Linked DNA regions of Sus scrofa: region 1 is linked to region 2. A link is a contact called in public Hi-C data. All regions are on one chromosome and are shown on one strand. Each heading gives the region's core, a stretch centred on a gene start, on an enhancer-like site or on the middle of the called end of the contact. The rest is flanking DNA. Distances are from core to core; before and after follow the strand shown.

What was found. Hi-C and Micro-C count contacts between places; a contact is called where the count stands out from the background.
Region 1: a Hi-C map of epiblast stem cells shows a contact between it and region 2, with 2.7 times the contacts expected there. The contact joins the promoter of BARHL1 here to the promoter of CFAP77 in region 2. A contact is called at or near these places in 6 of 47 Hi-C or Micro-C datasets (brain, embryonic fibroblasts, epiblast stem cells and 2 more).

Annotation. Positions count from the first base shown.
Region 1 is chr1:272,371,380-272,374,468 of Sscrofa11.1, forward strand. BARHL1 (barH-like 1 homeobox protein) reads left to right here and starts at 1,746. Exons shown (of 3, transcript XM_001929435.5): 1 at 1,746-2,687. The coding sequence starts at 2,222.
Region 2 is chr1:272,215,016-272,217,961 of Sscrofa11.1, forward strand. It overlaps CFAP77 (cilia- and flagella-associated protein 77), which reads left to right and starts at 1,566. Exons shown (of 7, transcript XM_021085476.1): 1 at 1,566-1,578; 2 at 1,898-2,247. The coding sequence starts at 1,566.

The DNA of each region.
Region 1 (3,089 bases), core at 496-2,995, 160 kb after region 2:
GCCTCTTCCAATCCAGGGGGAGAGCGCGGGCATCTGGGCGAGAGGCCACCAGCGACCTCGCCCGAGGGAGAAGAAAGTTTCTGCTCTGCCCAGCTGCGCGGGGCTTCCCGGGCCGGGTCTCGGGTTTGAGGGGATTCGGGCGCCTCACTATTCCGATCTCAAGTGCTGATCCCCATGTGGGCCCGGGCGTTTTCTGGGGGCCCAGGAGGAGGGGGCCGGGAGTGCTTGGGCCTGCCAGGAAAGGCCGCGGCTCCGGGTGCCGGGAGGGCGAGGGGCGCCCCAGGCCCACGGGGCCGGCTCCGGGCGCACGGGCTCGGCTCCCTCCGCCCTTTGAGCGCCGATCCAGGTCGCCATCCCGGGGGTAGTGCGGGGAGGATCCAGGCCCCAGACGCGCCTCAGATCTGCCCGCAGCCCAGGGCCCCCGGCGGACACCGGAGGCGGAATCCTGAAAGGCGCGGGACTCCAGCACTGTGGCGGAGTTGGGGAGGGGCTGGGGGAGTGAGGCATTCACATTGAAAAGACTGTGTTACCACCGCTGCTTTGAAAGCAAATCTGCGGGCGAGCTTCGGCTCCGCGCAAAACGAGAAGCCGTTCGCGGACGTCTACACTCGCGCTCGGAAGCGCTCTCGTGTTCCTGTTCAGAGGCAGGGAAACACGCGACCCCGGACACGCTCTGCAGGAGAGGCTCTCGGCTGGGCTGGGTCCGTTGCGTTGCCTTCCCTCGGCCACACGGATTTCTCGGCGTCCCCCTAGCATCTCTCCACATTCTCCACCCTCGCCCCACGAGGAAGCCACCATTCCGGCTCCTTCTAGGAGCAAACGCCAGGCTTTCCCCACCCCTTCAGGCCCGCAGGGTCCAAAGAGGTCAGGGAGAGGGCTGCAAATTTTCCTACGCGGAAAAAAAACATTTAGAACCCAACGGAAACAATGTAACCAATAAACACCTCTTCTCCACAGTACAGTTCTTTTTCTGCTGGGTTGCATCCCTTCCTCTTGCTGGAGGAAGAAAAACAGCGGGGTTGGGGGGGGGCGGAGGTAAGGAGGGAGCAGAAAAGGGAGTCTGTGACACCCCGGCGGATGAATAATTTGAATAACTGTGGGAAAGTGTAGGAGAAAACTTCAAAAACCGCACAGCCCAACCCAACGGCAGTGGCAGTCGGGCTCCGGACCCTCCCCACCAGCCTGTACCCCCCTCGGCTAATCACCTCGTTAGGAGCCTCATCACCGGCCTAATGAAAGCAAACCGTGTGGAAATCGCCGGTAAACAGTTGGGTCTGTGCTGTAATTAATTCAGTGTCTCTTTTAATCAAACTGAAAGGAATCGGGCAGCGGCTTGCGGAGCCGTGACATCACCCCCAAAATCGGCCGGAGCCAATCAGCGTCATCACTCCGGGGACACGTGGGCGAGTCCCCTTTAAAACACACACACACACACACACACACACACACACACAACATAACGAAAAAAAAAAAGAAACAAAAAAAAAATACCCCAGCCCCAAAGTAAAAGTGACACAAGTTCATTTTTTAAAGGAAGGGGGGAGGCGAAGGCGCGCGCGGAGGAAGGGCTGAGAGCGGCAACCTTGGAGCCCGGAGGCGCTGTCCACGGTGCTGACGGGCCCCCGGAGCGGTGAGAGCGCGGAGAGAGGACCTTCGCGGCCAGGTGGAGCGTCATGCGCCGGGGGCCGCCGCCGCCGCCGCTCTCCGCGGTGCTGACGCCGCCAGGTGCGCTCCGTTCCGCCGGCTGGTAGCGCCGCTCGGGCCCGCTGCTCTCCGCGGTGCTGACCCTGCCGCCCTCGGCCACCGCTCGCCTGGAGGAAGCGCGCGGTTTGGACTTTTTAAAAGCCCTTCTTTATTTAGATTCCAACATCCTCGCCTCTCTTCTGTGCCAAAGGGGAGCTCAGGCCGTCCGTCTCCCCCTTTGCTCTCCCCAACTTGGCGCACCCTCCCTCCCATTTCTCCCTGACACTCCCACCACCCCCCCTCGGCTCGGCGGCTCGGCGCGATGCTGCAGAAGACGCGCTGAGCCCTTTTGGATCTAATGCGCAGAGGAGGTTGGCCCAGAGCTCCCAGGCTCCCCCAAGGCTGAACTCCGTCCAAGGTGCCCGCAGGCTCCCTGCCCGCCTTCCCCATGCCAGCCCGCAGCTAGGGGCAGGGGCAGCGGCGGCTGGGGTTGGGGGTGGGTGGGGAGCTTTTGGGGAGGACAGGTCGCAGCTTGGCTATGGAAGGCTCCAATGGCTTTGGGATCGACTCCATTCTCTCCCACCGAGCGGGCAGCCCCGCCCTTCCCAAGGGGGACCCCTTGCTCGGGGACTGCCGCTCGCCCTTGGAGCTGAGTCCGCGCTCGGAGAGCAGCAGCGATTGCTCTTCACCAGCCTCGCCAGGAAGGGACTGTCTGGAGACGGTGGCCCCACGGCCTGGCGGGGCATCGGGCCCAGGTTTGGACTCCCACCTGCAGCCTGGGCAGCTCTCGGCCCCAGCCCAGTCTCGCACCGTGACCTCCTCCTTTCTGATCAGGGACATCCTTGCTGACTGCAAACCACTCGCGGCCTGTGCACCCTACTCTAGCAGCGGGCAGCCGGCCGCTCCTGAGCCTGGGGGCCGTCTTACGGCCAAGGCCGGGGAGGACTTTAGAGACAAGCTGGACAAAAGTGGCAGCAACGCCTCATCGGACTCCGAGTATAAAGGTAAGAAAACAGGAGGTGAAAACTTGGGGGGATGCTGTATGTCTGAACGCTGATGTTAAAACTGAAGTGCGCACACACACACACACGCACACACACACACGGGGACAGACACATGTTCACCCGGAGCTCCCTCCAGGGCCCAGGCTGAGCAGTCGGTCTCGTCTGAGCCTTTCAGCAGGCCCGTGGTTATTCTTTTGAGCAACAAAGACTCCAGCGGAGAGTGAGGAGAGGGACATCGTGTGTTCCAGGAGAGGCTCCCCAAAATGCACGAAGCCAACTTTCCAAACTTCGATTGAGACCATCCAACCTGCCGGTGGGCAGGAGCACATTCCTATCAGGCCAGCGGCTCTCTGGGAAAAGACCTTGCAGAAACAACAGAAGACCCAAAGAGTTTTGCTTGAA
Region 2 (2,946 bases), core at 316-2,815:
CCTTATAGATTATTACAAAATATTGAGTGTAGTTCCCTGTGCTGTACAGTGTGTCCCTGTTGGTTATCTATTTGATACACAGTAGTGGGTATTTGTTAATCCCAAACTCCTAATCTATCCCTCCTTACTCCCCTTCCCCCCTTGGCAACCATAAGTTTGTTTTCTATGTCCGTGGGCCTCTTTCTGTTTTGTATATATGTTCATTGATATGTTTAAAAATTTATCTATTTATTTTGGCTGCACCCACAGCATGTGGAAGTCCCCAGGCCAGGAACCAAACTTGCAACAAGCTGCTGCAGTGACAGTGCTGGATGCTTAACCCGCTGCACCACCAGTGAACTCCTTTTTTTTTTTTTTTTTTTTTTTGATTCCACATATAAGCGATATCACATGATATTTGCCTTTCTCTTCTGGCTTACTTCACTTAGTGTGAGACTCTCTAGGTCCATCCATGTTGCTGCAAATGGCTTTATTTCATTGATATTTGCACATTTAATGAAGATGGTGATTGGGTAAATGACCCCACAAAAGGTTGGAACTAGGAGGTAGACTAGAGATCATCCAGGCTAGTTGTTCCCAAAACACTGCATTCCATCCCCTGGGAAGCTCTTAAAAAGTGCAGATTCCCAACTTTGCATACGGACTGCATTTCAGGAGCTATTTTATTGTCTCATAATAAAATCCATAGACATGATAATAGTACTGTGGTCTGTACAAGTTCCTTGTTCTTGGCAGATACACATATTTAGGGTCAAATATGATACTGTCTGCAGTTATTTTCAAAATGATTCAGCAATATATACATGTGCATCCATGTACACACACACACACACATACACACACACAGAATGTGGTAGACACTAAATACCAGTGAATCTAGCTGAAGTCTATATGGGCTTTCATTATACTCTTCTTCCAAAGTTGCTGTAGCTTTGAATATTAAAAAAAAAAAAAAAAAAGGAGTTCCCATCGTGGCTCAGCAGAAATGAATCCAACTAGGAACCATGAGGTTGCAGTCTCATCCCTGGCCTCATTCAGTGGGTTAAGGATCCGGCGTTGCTGTGAGCTGCGGTGTAGGTCGCAGACGCAGCTCAGATCTGGTGTTGCTGTGCCTCTGGCATAGGCCTGCAGCTTAGCTCCAATTAGACCCCTAGCCTGGGAACCTCCATATGCTGCAGGTGTGGCCCTCAAAAGATGAAAGACAAAAAAAAAAAAAAAAAAAAAAAATCCGAAGAGGAGGGAGGAGATTTTTAAAAATGCAGATTCCCAGAAACCTTTCCAGATATTCTGATTCAGTGAATCTGTATTTTTTCAACGTCCCTCTATTCTGCGGCTCAGAGTGGGATGCCTTAGATTTCGTCCAACTCGACTTTCCTCCCTACCCGTTTCACAGAAGAATACACTGAGGACAGAGGTGACTAATTTGAGACACCCAGTGCATTAACAGTCATATTAGACCTGGAATTCGGATCTCTATTCGTCTGGAAATATGTAGCGCTCTTTGCCGCAGCGCGCGCGTGTGGCGCAGGGAGAAGCGGGAAGGGCAGTGAGTGGTGTCGGGGTAAATGAAAGTCAAGGGTAAAGTCCTTCTAGAGCCCTGTAGCTTTTAACACGGTCCAGTGGTGATGCTTGGGTTTTTCTCAGAGCTGTTTACGAAAACAAGACCTCTATGTAGGCCACCAATAAGTTTCCTAAAAGTAAAACCACCAAAAGCGTTCCAGCGCCGTTGGCGTCCCGTCGCCATCGAGACGGACCGTTCCATTCTTTCTCAAGGGGTGGTTTTGATTTTCGCTTCTTTTCCAAACCGCAGCTCGGTGCCCAGAAGACGCTCTCAGGAACCAGAGGGGCTTATGTAGATTTTAGAGCTCCTTGCAAAGAGGGGGCGGCGCGATGTGAGTGCGCCTCGCTCCGAAGGGGGCCCAGCGCCCGGTGTCCACCCCGGGGCCGGGTGGTGCGTCCCAGGACCTGCGGAGTGCCCTTCGGAACTCCACGCCCGCCACCCAGCTGGAAAGCGCGCCCGATCCAGCCCGCGGGCCGACTCTCCGCGACCCCCAGGATGCCAGAGGCCGGAGCTCCAGCCAGGACCTCATGAGATGGAAGAAGAAGCCGCCGGTGCGCCGCACAGTCAGCCAGATCTGCCCGCCCCCGCGGCGGCCCCTAACGGTGGCCGACATCCGCCCGGGCATGGAGAACGATAGGCTGGGGGTCGTGAGGGATTCCATGTTTCAGAACCCTCTCATCGTCAAGGTGAGCTGTCCCCACGCCCAACACCCTCTTGCGCTCGCCCCCTTACTGGGTACCCACGCGGCCGGGGGTTTCCATCCGTCCTGGCCGGGCCCCACCGCTGCTGTCCGAGCGCGGCTTCGGAAAATCCAGCTCTGGTCCAGATGGACTTGGACCCATGCGGTCATGGGCAGGCCAGATCACCTCAGTAAGCCTCAGTTTCCTCATCCGTGAAGTGGGATGATAATGGCCCTCATAAAAGAGAGTGATCGTGAATATTGCATAGGGTAATCCCTGCCGGACCCCTGGCACATCGGAAGCCCTCCACGTTGGCTGCTGCTATTTGCATATGTATTTGCCCAGGGTCAACCCACGTGGTGACAGGTAGCAGCATCCAATTATGTCCTTATCACCCGCCAGCCCTCTCAGGGTGCAGGCTTCCTCTCCTCTTCTTCCTGCACGCCTGGGCTGCTCTCTGGCGGCAAGCGTTCGATATCTCTCTTGGAAGCGTCCCTTCACACCTTAATTTCCACCCAATCATACTGTTATCCAGAATTACGACCCTCAGAGGGAAAAAGTGCGAATCTCTGCCCTAGGGCGCCTACTGGCACGTTCGAGTGAGGGAGCTGCGGTTTCCAACTATTCACCTCCTCTTTGATTTCACAAGCCCTCACCCGAGCAACGTTTCGGGGTTGTTGCGTCGCATCGACACGCCTTCCCCAG